Regions from separate parts of the Mus musculus genome. Here region 2 is linked to region 1. A link is a contact called in public promoter capture Hi-C data. All regions are on one chromosome and are shown on one strand. The core of a region is the stretch at or near the end of the contact, and the rest is flanking DNA. Distances in the headings are between cores, read along the strand shown.

The links. Capture Hi-C pulls out chosen DNA fragments and counts their contacts.
Region 2: a promoter capture Hi-C map of adipose tissue shows a contact between it and region 1, with 2.9 times the contacts expected there. The contact joins two enhancer-like sites. A contact is called at or near these places in 1 of 15 datasets of contacts at CTCF or cohesin (large pre-B cells), 2 of 484 Hi-C or Micro-C datasets (Th2 cells and bone marrow-derived macrophages), 8 of 115 datasets of contacts at active chromatin or transcription factors (embryonic basal ganglia, embryonic forebrain, embryonic hindbrain and 5 more) and 2 of 9 other capture datasets (adipose tissue and embryonic stem cells).

What each region holds. Positions count from the first base shown.
Region 1 is chr2:37,848,000-37,853,527 of GRCm38.p6, forward strand. It overlaps Dennd1a (DENN/MADD domain containing 1A), which reads right to left. Exons shown (of 23, transcript NM_001362973.1): 18 at 4,397-4,453. Among named protein-coding and RNA genes, the nearest start is that of Crb2, 75 kb to the left of the region's middle. Within about 2 kb of position 2,857, at least 8 of the 459 cell types and tissues checked have an H3K27ac peak or open chromatin away from gene starts, as enhancers often do. A contact at or near this core is called in adipose tissue, where this site is marked.
Region 2 is chr2:38,386,086-38,391,681 of GRCm38.p6, forward strand. No RefSeq gene overlaps it. Among named protein-coding and RNA genes, the nearest start is that of Gm13584, 20 kb to the left of the region's middle. Within about 2 kb of position 1,951, at least 8 of the 459 cell types and tissues checked have an H3K27ac peak or open chromatin away from gene starts, as enhancers often do. A contact at or near this core is called in adipose tissue, where this site is marked.

The DNA of each region.
Region 1 (5,528 bases), core at 1,607-4,106:
GTGTATGTGTGTGCATGTGTAGTGTGTGTGTATATATGTGTGGCTATGTGTAGTATTTGTCTAAATATGCCAATCTAATAAACTTATGAGCCATTTAAAACAAGATGGATGGAAAAAACATTTTTAGAAGGACAAGTTCAGGGCATGCTATATGAAAATGCAGAAGAAAAGGGACATTATTTTTCTTCTTGATTTGCTGAATTTCCCAATAAACATGTGAATTGTTGGCAAATAGAAAAAATAAACTTGACCTTCCAAATGCTATTTTTAAAAAGCAAAACAAGGGGCTGCAGGGAAGGGGTGGGCCACTCCTTCCTGAAGGTTCACAGAGGAGGAAAACAGAGCTACGCAACTTAAGAGGCCAACTCAAATGACCTTAAGAGGAGCTGGGGATAGGCTTCCTGCAGCCAAGAAGCAAAGCCACGGGAGGCATTCACAACTGTAGTTGGGAGTAGGGCCTAGCATTTCAAGAATGCATAGAGTACCTCACTTTCTGCTGAGCAGGCTGAGGTCAGCTTTAACCAAAGAAATGGTTTGGAAAAATTCCTCCTGTGGCTGTGGGAACAACCTATAGGAGGTGGGTCCCATGGTGTTTGGGCAGACTGTCTTGTTCTAGGTATGAAATGGAGAGAATATATATTCCCATTCATGGAGCTGCTACTAAGTACTACTGTTAAAACACCTCACCTCTTCTAAGATGCTTCCTAGTTTATGGATGAGGAAAACAGAGATGGTTGGTAACTCCCCCAGGGCCACACAGTTAATATCCTACACAACCAGACTGAATCTTCTGATTGACCTCCAAAGCTTAAATGCCACATCCCCATGAGAGGGCCCTGGAGGTGGAGTGGGTGTGTATGGTTAAGGCCAGTGCCTTCTCATTTCCTGTGAGAGAAGTTATTTCCACTTTGAGATTTGTGTTGTACCTGTCTTATTCCAGTCTACTTCCCATAACAGCGAATGTAAATTAAAATATGAATATTGATACTAAATCAGTAGCCAAAATTGGAGTCTTGGTGATTGAGGCTGCAGCATATTTTAATGTGTCTAAAGTCAGGGAGCTGACAGCTGTGTGATACGGTGTGAAAATGTCTGTTCTATGAGTCTACCTGCTCTCCCTGCCCCCACATGCTTGCTCACGCCCTTCATTACGGTTGCGAGCGTTTGGCTGGAAAGTCAAGCCAACTGTGAGTTTGCTCCTTTCAATCACAGACACTAATCAAGCTCAACTTGTCGTTTAAAGAACAGTGATTTACAAACTCTCCAAATGGCTATGAAATGGGCCCATTTGGTTAAGCATTTTGAAACTAGGGGAAAAAAATCAGGGATTTCTGAAGGGCACTCAAATACACATACAATAAACATACAATTTGTTGGCAAACGGGGGTGGGAGATGGGGGCAAGGACAACTTGTCTTTCTAAATGTCATTTTAAAAGGCAAAACAAGGAGCTTCAGGGAGGGGTGGGTCACTCCTTTCTGAAGGGTCACACAGGAGGAAGGAGGAAGACAGAACTACAACTCAAGAGGCCACCATAGGGTAGGAAGTTTTTAGTGCCCCCTACAGGTAAAGAGAAAGTGTGCAGCTACTGGATTAAAAGTGCATTCTCTTATATTTTTGGTTGTAAGTCTAGCTTTTAACGGCTGAGCTCTCTAGCCCAAAAGTGCATTCTCTAGACAGCCTGAACCAGGGAAACAGAACGCAATTTGGCAATATTCTTCTGCAGGTCAAGCCTGGTGGGGACATACTCCTAGGGAAGTGCCACTGTCTCGCTTAGGAAGCTACGGCTGGAATCCCTGTCATTTCTCCTTCCTAACTCTGAGCAAACTGAACTTCAAAGGAGGCTAGGCTACAGCAGAACTTGGCCCCTTTGTGCCATTTATCCAGAGAAATAATGTTCTCCATCTTTTTTTTTTTTTTGTTCTAGGGATGAAGCAGAGCAGGCATGGAATAAAGCAGCACTATAGGATCTACGAACAATCACTTGCCAATGGTCACAGATTCCCTGAAAGCTATTTCAGAGGCTTTGAAAAATCTATCACAGATGAACAAGGGATGGAAAAGGGGCCTTGCTCAGTTATATTAGAGATGGACTCTCCACACATGGTGGTGACCTCTTCATAGGTCGGCCCCACATTCTCTATTTGCAATTCAAACCCAAGGCAAGAGCAAAGAGGGCAAGATTGGGTTCTTGATTATGTGTGCGAGGTCACCATTGCTATGCAGAGTTAGAGGAGGCCAGGTGGCAACCCAGCACATTGGAAAATTGGGTCTTTGCTGGCGACTGCCTCAATTTTATAGTAGAAACCAAACTTCTGATGCCTGTGTTAGGTGTATGGGGAGTCATAGAGACAGGTTCCATATTGCATGAAGCGGGTGGATGGAAGGGGAGAAAAAAGCCAAGGAAATATTTTCCACTACAGTGAGATAGGTCAGGAGAAGCTAAATCCTAAATTAGCTCAAGAAAAAGAGCTGGAGAGTACCAGAGACAAGGGGCCTGTATGTACTGAACAATGCTGGGGTTTCAATTACAAAACAGCTCTTCCAAGAACAACTGTGAAATATCAAGTCTGTGGAAATCTGTAAGAGCCAAGGGGGGAAAAGTGAAAATTGAAAAGGGTGCACTAATAGATCTGTCAACAGTCCAGTGGTGACAAGCCACATTTCTATAAAATGCCTTCACCATTTGTGTCACCTGAGAGACACTGACTCTGTAGAACATTATCTCCTGAAGCTATTCTTGAAAAGACTGGTGCAGGCTGAGGATGGGGGGAGGGGAAAACTCTTTACAGTCTGTGAAGGAAGGAAAGGTGGACTGTGTGTAGGGAACATGCTCTAGACTGTGTAAATGAGCCTTTAGGTAAACACAGGAAAAAAGCTGAGCTCTGCTAGCTGCTGTAGAGAGACTGTGAGCGGGGAAGGAACTCTGATGGCAGTCTCTGGCTTCATGGTCAGCAGGAGCAAGGAGACCCATGAGGCCTTTTGTCTGGCACCTGAGGAGGGACCCCACCTTTGCTTATTTCAGGCATTATACCAAATAATCATAGCCTACAATTTAGACGCTGGGGGGTGGGGAGCCCCCGCCTGGACACATGTAATTCATCTCCACGCGACTGGGACAGGGGATGAAAGGTATCATCAGTGACTCAGATAATATCTATGTAGAGTCCCACCTGCCATTGTCTGCCAGGGTGAGCAGACTGCCATGCAGTCTGTGGATTGTGTTACATGGTTTGTAGCACAGGATGAGAACCTCAGTTGTTAAGAATTCATTGTCAGCCAAAGCGGGAATTTAAATGCTTAGTAAGAGCAAATTATTTTCCAATTAAAAGAAAGGAATCAATTCCTTCGACCCATTTCAAGTTAATGAGGATTTCCCCAACTTTATAAAGTTGAAACTGCTTTCAATTAAAACAGAACCAACACACACTGCCTAGATAGTGGTACAATTAGGGGTTTGGGGGAAATGGCCCCAGATATCTTTTGCAAAAGAAAATACACGTTTGGGGGAAGCAGTAGGCGGTACAGAGTGGAAGTATTCTGACAGCAGAGGTCAACAGATCTGACATCTAATCCTGTCTTTGCTAGGCTCATACAATGTGGCCTTGGGCGAATTACCTCACCTGTGAATTAGTCTCTTTACTCACAGCTTTGTTCTAGGGATTTGGGGTGACAGCTTCTACTCTGGCTCATCTTGAACATGGAGTGGCAATCACAGTATTGGCAGGCATGCTACAATGGTGTTACACGCACACCACTGCCCGGCTCTGGTTACACAGCTGTACCCCCCTGGGACCCAAGTTATAGAAATTCCAGCCACAGCCACTACATGCAAATTTTTTGATGGACCATAGAGACAATCCGAGCCTCTGCTTGCTTGCATGTACCTTATGCATAGGCTAGGCTACTCTTGCTCTGTGCAGCGTTGGGGGAGACCTATGGTATTCCCTTCCTGCTTGCTCATTGTGTGTATCTGCTTGGAAACAGGGTGGTCCTTTCTCTGGGTATGCTTTTGGGTTTAAGTTAGACCAGAGCGTAGGCAGGGTGGCTGTAGGAACAGAGTGACACCGGGATGGTGGAGAGTATGTATGAGGGAGCCAGTGTTGCTGGGTTCCTGCAAATCCCAGGCCTGGTGGGGTGGGTTGGGAGACAGTGGTAACTCTGAACTCACTCGCCTTTGTGGGTTTAAGCCCACAAAGAGTCTTAATGTTATTTGAAGACATTTTTTTGTCTGTGAATATTTATAACAGTGTGAAACTCCCGGACAGCTGGTAATGCATTTTGAAGTGTGCTAACAACACTGTATCAAACAGCCTTCTATTGATCACATCCTACTTTTTTGTGGCCACGCATTTCATACACGGTGCTTATACATTTTGAATAAGAACTTCAAGTACCTTTTGCTTCAAGCGGTTTTTCACCTCCTTTATTCCCATTTTTGCATGATCTTTTGCCTGCATGAAAAATTAATTTAAGTTAAGATTCCCTTTCTGTTTCCAGCCGGGTCTATGCTTGATTTCAGTCCACCATGAATCACCTTCTCTGATTACTAGAAAAACGAAGAAAAAAATGGGATCATCAAGTTGAAAAATATAATGGCCATGAAAACAAATACTAAGGTAAAAGGCTTAAAAAAAATCCCTTAAAGGAGCGGCAGAGATTTCATTTTCTGCATTTTGATGGCAGAGACTGTTTTTCTTCTTTCCCTTCCCAGGCCTTTCTTCTGCTCTCTATAATTATTTACCTCAGCAGCCTGGTGACAGCTACCAGTAAAAGAACAGTAGCTTTACCTGTCACAAGACTCAGAACCCCACTATACTTTACCAGGGCCAGGCCTCAGGGTCCATCACCTTTCCAGGTTGAAACAAAGCAGTTGCTAGGTTCTTATAGCACCATTTCCTAAATTTCATTTTAGAAGACACCCTGGCTTCTATTTTCTGCCAGTTTTGACCTGCGCATCTCTGCTGGTAGCCACTCATCCAGTATGGGAACTAGAGTTTAAGCACAGGAAATACTAACACGATTAAAAATAAAAATAAGCTGGGCGGTGGTGGCACACGCCTTTAATCTCAGCACTTGGGAGGCAGAGGCAGGTGGATTTCTGAGTTTGAGGTCAGCCTGGTCTTCAAAGTGAGTTTCAGGACAGCCAGGGCTATACAGAGAAACCCTGTCTCGAAAAGATAAACAAACAAACAAACAAACAAAACAAAACAAAACAAAACAAAACAAAACCACCCCATGTATGTGGCTCATGGTCAAAACAAGCAAGTAGGGAAAAACACAAGAACAAATGCTTGAGGTTTGTGAGAGATGGAGTCAGGAACAGATGTATCTCCTGTGGGCATGCGTCTCACAACACACTTCCTATAGGACAATGGTAAGAAAGGGGATGAAGAATCGGGACAAAACTGAGGGTGTTCTCCCCACTGTGCCCATGGTTATAAAACAGACAGCTTCCCAATCCTCTGGTCTCTACACTTCCTGTATATAACCATACATATAACCTGCCATGGGGAAGTTAAAAATGAG
Region 2 (5,596 bases), core at 701-3,200, 540 kb after region 1:
CTGACCTCTAACCTCCTGAACTATGAAAGAACTCAGCGCTGGGGTTGAAGCTGTTCAATTTGGGATTCTTCGTTAGCACCACCTTAGGAAAGAACTATGAGTTGAAAGATGATAAGTATAAAATCACACTATTGATCCCAAAATTAAAAACACACACAGAAAATATCTACATTGTTTCTAGATTTGAAAAAGTAGACTAGCTAGGTGTGGAGGCACACACCCTTAATCCCAGCAATCCAGGGGTCAGAGGCAGGCAGATCTCTATGAACTCAAGGCCAGCCCAGTCTACATAGGGAGTTCTACCAGGGCTTCACAGGGAGACTCTGGCTCCAAAACAGCAACAAAAACAAAGGAAAAGCAGAGCAGGAGAGCTCTCTGACTGATCATGGCCATCTCTGCGAGAGTGTGCAGGTATGCATGCACATGCCTGTAAAGGCTGGAGGCCAACCTCAGGTGTCCTTCTTCAGGCACTATCCACCTTTCTTTCTGAGCAACTCAAGATCATGCGTTCCCAGAGGTCCGTGCTGAACAGCCACTGTGGCCTTGGAGAGATAGACCCATCCCTGGAGTGGCCCAGCCCTCAAGGTCCCTCTGATTTAGATGTTCTGGGACCTTAGCCTCTTGGTAGGAGTGACCCCTGGAAGCTCTCAGTTACCCCATCTGGAAAGTGGGAGTGAGGACCCTCTAGCCCATCTGCTGATAGGCTGTACCTATGCCACCTTCTCTCCAGGCTTGGAGGGTCTGGTGAACCCTGTGCCTAATGCAAACCTTGAGAATTCAAACAAGAAAATGACAATAAATGTAATAACTCCTCCACACAGTACCGATGCTGCTTGTGAGCTATGTTGTAACTACTTCACATACTTAGCTCATCCAGTATTCCTGTGAAATAGGTACTATTTTCTCACTGGGGCAGGGTACACAGACTAGAATAGTTTTGTCACATATCCAAACATACACAGAGCTAAAGGTCAGAACAAGTGGTATGGCCCCAGGTGAGCTTTTCCTGCATTTCTCAATGTGGATGCTGTCATTCCCACCTCCCAGGTGAGTAGATGGAGCCTTAGAGCAGACATGGATTCCAGGTGCCTGATGACAGTGTAAAGCCAGGTGGCTTCAGTCAGGGCCCTACCCTGCTTCACTCAACTCCAGGTCCTTTCTGGCCTATGGGAAAGCTGAAGAGTAGGATCTTGGTGCACCATTGCCCCAGGACAGGGGGAGAGATGGGTGGTGCCTGTGTGGACAGCCTCTGGGGTGTTGAAGAGCAGGGCCTGGGATCACCAGGGCCTTTAGAAGTCGAAGGGTGAGCAAGGTCGGTGCTGAGGTTCCTGCCTCCCCTTGTCCCAACACCCACTCTTCTCTGAAGTGCTGTCTCATCTCAGGTTTGTTTGTGTTAACGACTAATGACTAGATGACAAACCTTTCACGTGCCTATCATAGGGGTCTCACAGCCATGTTCAGCCTCTTCCTCAGAGTACAGATCTCTGTGGTAATGCTCAGGGATTATTTAGATCTATCTGCAAAGAGCTGTGGAGATGGAGCCCTGCCAGAGAGACCAGGGAGGCATCTGAACACGACCTCACACACATTTTCCCCGCCCAGACTCACTATCATGTACTCAACACACAGCTTGCCATCATTCACATTCATCATAGTAACCCAGCAGAGCCAGCCCATCAGCTGCCTGACAGGTTCCGGGCACTTGCCTAGGGAATCAAGAGTAGTAAGGAAGGGCTCAGGGAAAGGAGCCAGGCATTGGCAGTGCAGGCCTTTAATCCCAGCACTGGCAGAGGCAGGCAGATCTCTGTGAATTCAGGGCCAGCCTAGTCTTTAAATACAAATGAAGAAACAAACAACAACAAAAAGGACCAGACTTACAGGCGCCCAGAATGCTTATTCTAACGTTCAGCCAGTGCGTAGGCCAAAGCCATCACTGTAGGCTAAAGGGTTTTGGCTAGGGTCTGGCTCTGTCTGTGTGTGTAGACTGCTCCACACAGTGTGGCAATCCTTCCTCCTGTGAGCTGCATACAAGAATATGTTGCAACAATTGGAATTTGGAATCCTGAAAAGTTATCCTTCCCTCCCACCCCAAATCTCTCCCGAACCCAAGCGAACAGATTTATTTTTAGCAATCCGTCCTTATTGCAAATTTTCCAAAGCACTCGATTTAGTTCTTCTCAACACATTCCTTTTGTTATACAGGGTTCATTTCTTTGTGTTTTATCTAGCTAAATGATGTAATTACAACAATTCAGACAACACAGCCAGCGCTGGTTGGCTACAGACTTCACTGATTCTGGTAGCACAGCTCAGTCGGTGGGAAGAAAGGTTCGGTGGGGAAGGTTCCAGAAGCTCTAACCATAGGTATTTCTGGGCAGGGTCAGAGTGTTTGGGCTTGTGACTAGAGAATAGCCGTGAGTCCAGTGGGACAGTGTCAATATCTTCTGCTGGATTTAGGTCACAAGGCTGCTGAGACCATCAGAAACCACTTAGGGCTCTGCCCAATACACAAGGATCCTCCATGCTGCCTTGCACCCCAAGTCCTTTGTACCCACCATCTACTTGCTGTTTGGTTGGTTGTTTTCAAAATGTTGGGGATTGAACTTAGAGCTTTAGCCATCCCAACTAAGAGGTCTACCAACCTACACCCAAGTCCTCTAAATATACTGTCATAGCTCTGGCCTACAAGGGCTGATTCCCTGTGCTATAGGGGGTTCTTGCAGGTAGGAACAGATCTTCCTCTTGCCCTTGGGTCCCAGTGACTTATTGGTGTGATGTCTAGCTAAGCCAGAGCTCTTGATTACTACATTGCATGTGGCACATATATGTAGGGATGGGATCATTCTAACCAGGGTCAGGTGGCCTTCTGGAGACTATGGAATGAGCCCCTGGTTCCTACAGAGGCCTGAGAGGTGGGTCTCACAGCCTTGACTGAGCTCAGACAGTGCTGTGTTAAGCCAGCCTCACACCCATGGCTATATATGGCTAACTGCCCCTAATTGGATCCCTCCATCTAGGCACCTCAATGTTCATCCCTGAGATGTTTTCCCTTCCTGTAGCCTTCATGATAGCACGCTATTGGCTCTTTCCTCATCTCTAAAGTAAGAGACTCTTGATAGGCACGTGAAAGGTTTGTCATCTAGTCATTAGTCGTTAACACAAACAAACCTGAGATGAGACAGCACTTCAGAGAAGAGTGGGTGTTGGGACAAGGGGAGGCAGGACCCTCAGACACTTCGGAAGACTGCAAACTAGTGCAAGCCACTCTGGAAAGCAGTTTCTCCAAAAGTTCAACACAGGGCTGAGAGTTATGACTCAGAAAGTAAATGTACCTGCTTTACAAGCCTGATGTCCTGAGTTCAAATCCTGGAACCTGAAATAGAAGGAGAGCACCAACTCCCTAGAATTGTCTTTTGACCTCCACAAGTATGTGGCACGTATTCAACCATGCTCTCTCAGGCATACATTATTCTCTCTCTCTCTCTCATATATACATTACTATTACTACTTCTAGCAACAACAACAATAATAATAGACAAAATAATTTTTTAGAAAAGTTTAACAAAAAAAGCTACCATATGATTCAGCCACTCCTTGGTGTCGTCACCCAAGATGAAAGAAAGCATTTTTTATACAAAGGTTCCTGTGATGATTATAAACAGCATTGTTTATAATTCCTAAACCTGGAAATAGCCATCACTATGAATGGATAGACAAAATATAATGATATAGCCACACAATGGAATATTACTTAGCCATGAAGAGGACCCAAGATTCCCATTGCTTGAAGGCTGAGCTATAACAGTGTCATGCTAAGTAAAGGGTGCTGGCTGATATACTATTGGATTTGTAAGAAGTTTCCACAAAAGATATAGATATTGAGACAGCATATTACATGGCTAACTGCTCCCAATTGGACCCCTAATTAGTCACCTGAGGCTGAAGGTGAGAAAAAGGATCAATAGTAAAAAGGCCTGAGAAATCTTAAGTATGTTGAAGTCATCTAAAACTAAGGGTTGGTGCTACTGGGAAAAATTATTAATATTCACTAACTTTTATACTCAAAGTTTGTGAATTTTACAATGTGCAAAACATACCTTAGTGAGGTTTTTTTTTTTTGGAAAGATGAGATGTACATGGCTAATAAAACGTGCCAGCATCACACAGCTGTGCATGCACACATCACTGTACGCTGAGTGCTTTACTGCAGGTCAGGCACCACACTGATGAGCCAGCTGTAGTGAGTCAAGGTAGTTAAGTTAGATCTTGCTCTATGTGTGTGATGCATGGAGATGTTAAAGGACTGGCCCAAGGCTGCAGAGTGGTGGCAGGAGACTGGCAGAGTGACACTGTTCCATGTCTGCCTCATCCAGTGGGGATGATGGAGGCTCAGAGAGTGGCCATCAGGATTCACACTCAGTCAGGAGGCCCATGATTGTGTCTTGTCCTCTGTGTCCTAATGGTGTCACAAGTATTCTCTAATCTCTGCGGTGGTGACAATAATCAGAAGGCAGGATTTTCCGATTCCCACATTTTGTTTGTTTTATAAGACAGGTTCTTACTATGTAGCCCTGGCTGGCCTGGGTTTTGGTATGTAGGCCAGGCTAGTTTCTGCCTCCTTTATGCTAGGATTAAGAGTGTGAACCACCACATTCAGTTGCCTCACCTCCATTTTTGAGAATCAGTCACACTCCCTGGGCCCAGAGCCCATCTTGCTCCTAGTCTCTAGAAAGTAGGATTGTAGCCTCTGACTCTTCATTTTCTCTGTAATAGCATCATATCTGCTACTTCCAGATTGGTCAGTCCTCTCAGGGAAGCCATAGAGCATCCATTGCCACTGGATGGGGCTCATTTCAACCAGTGATAACTTCTCCATGAAAAAGCAGAGTTGCAAAGTCATTTGTGTGTTTTACCTTGATCGCTTGAGCACCTGCCATCCTTCATTGCAACAGCCCTGGGTACCCACTGTTCTTAAAATGAGAGTCATGTGGAGCAGACATGGACTTTACCTAAAACAAGAGCCAAATCCAAGCAGTCCCAGAGGAGCCTAGGAGAGCCCAGCCTGGCCACAGTGTGTTGAGTACAGAGACAATACTTGTTACCTGTCATCAGACTCGAGGGCTGTCTGCTGTGTGGCTGAGGTAATGGTAAATGCCCCGTTTATTACATGGTCTTTGCAATACTGCTTTCTCTCACTTCTGAGGCTCCAGTGCCCAGGATGGAGTCTTGGCTTTAATGGGAGGGACATCGAGGGTTTGTCGGCTGACTATGGAAAGTGTGTCTGAGGGCTATGCATGGGCTGCAAGCTCCTAACTCATCTCCCTCTCCCAAGGCTACCTCCAGAAAGGTTCCTCCCAGGTAGGGGCTTCCTGGATCTCTTCACCTATGGTGGTGTCTCAAAGCAAGCTGGGCCTCGTGCAGAGGGTAGGAAGCTGTGGGTTCCTGGAAGTATCGAGCCTTGGAAGGTATGAGTGGGTAAACCTAGCAGCCTCCTTGTTCATCAGCCCAGCTTCTCTGAAGCCTGCTCCAAGCAGCCCCACCATAGACTACAAATGAAGTCCTGCCTCAGTTGCCTGCAGGGTCGCCCCTGAGAGGT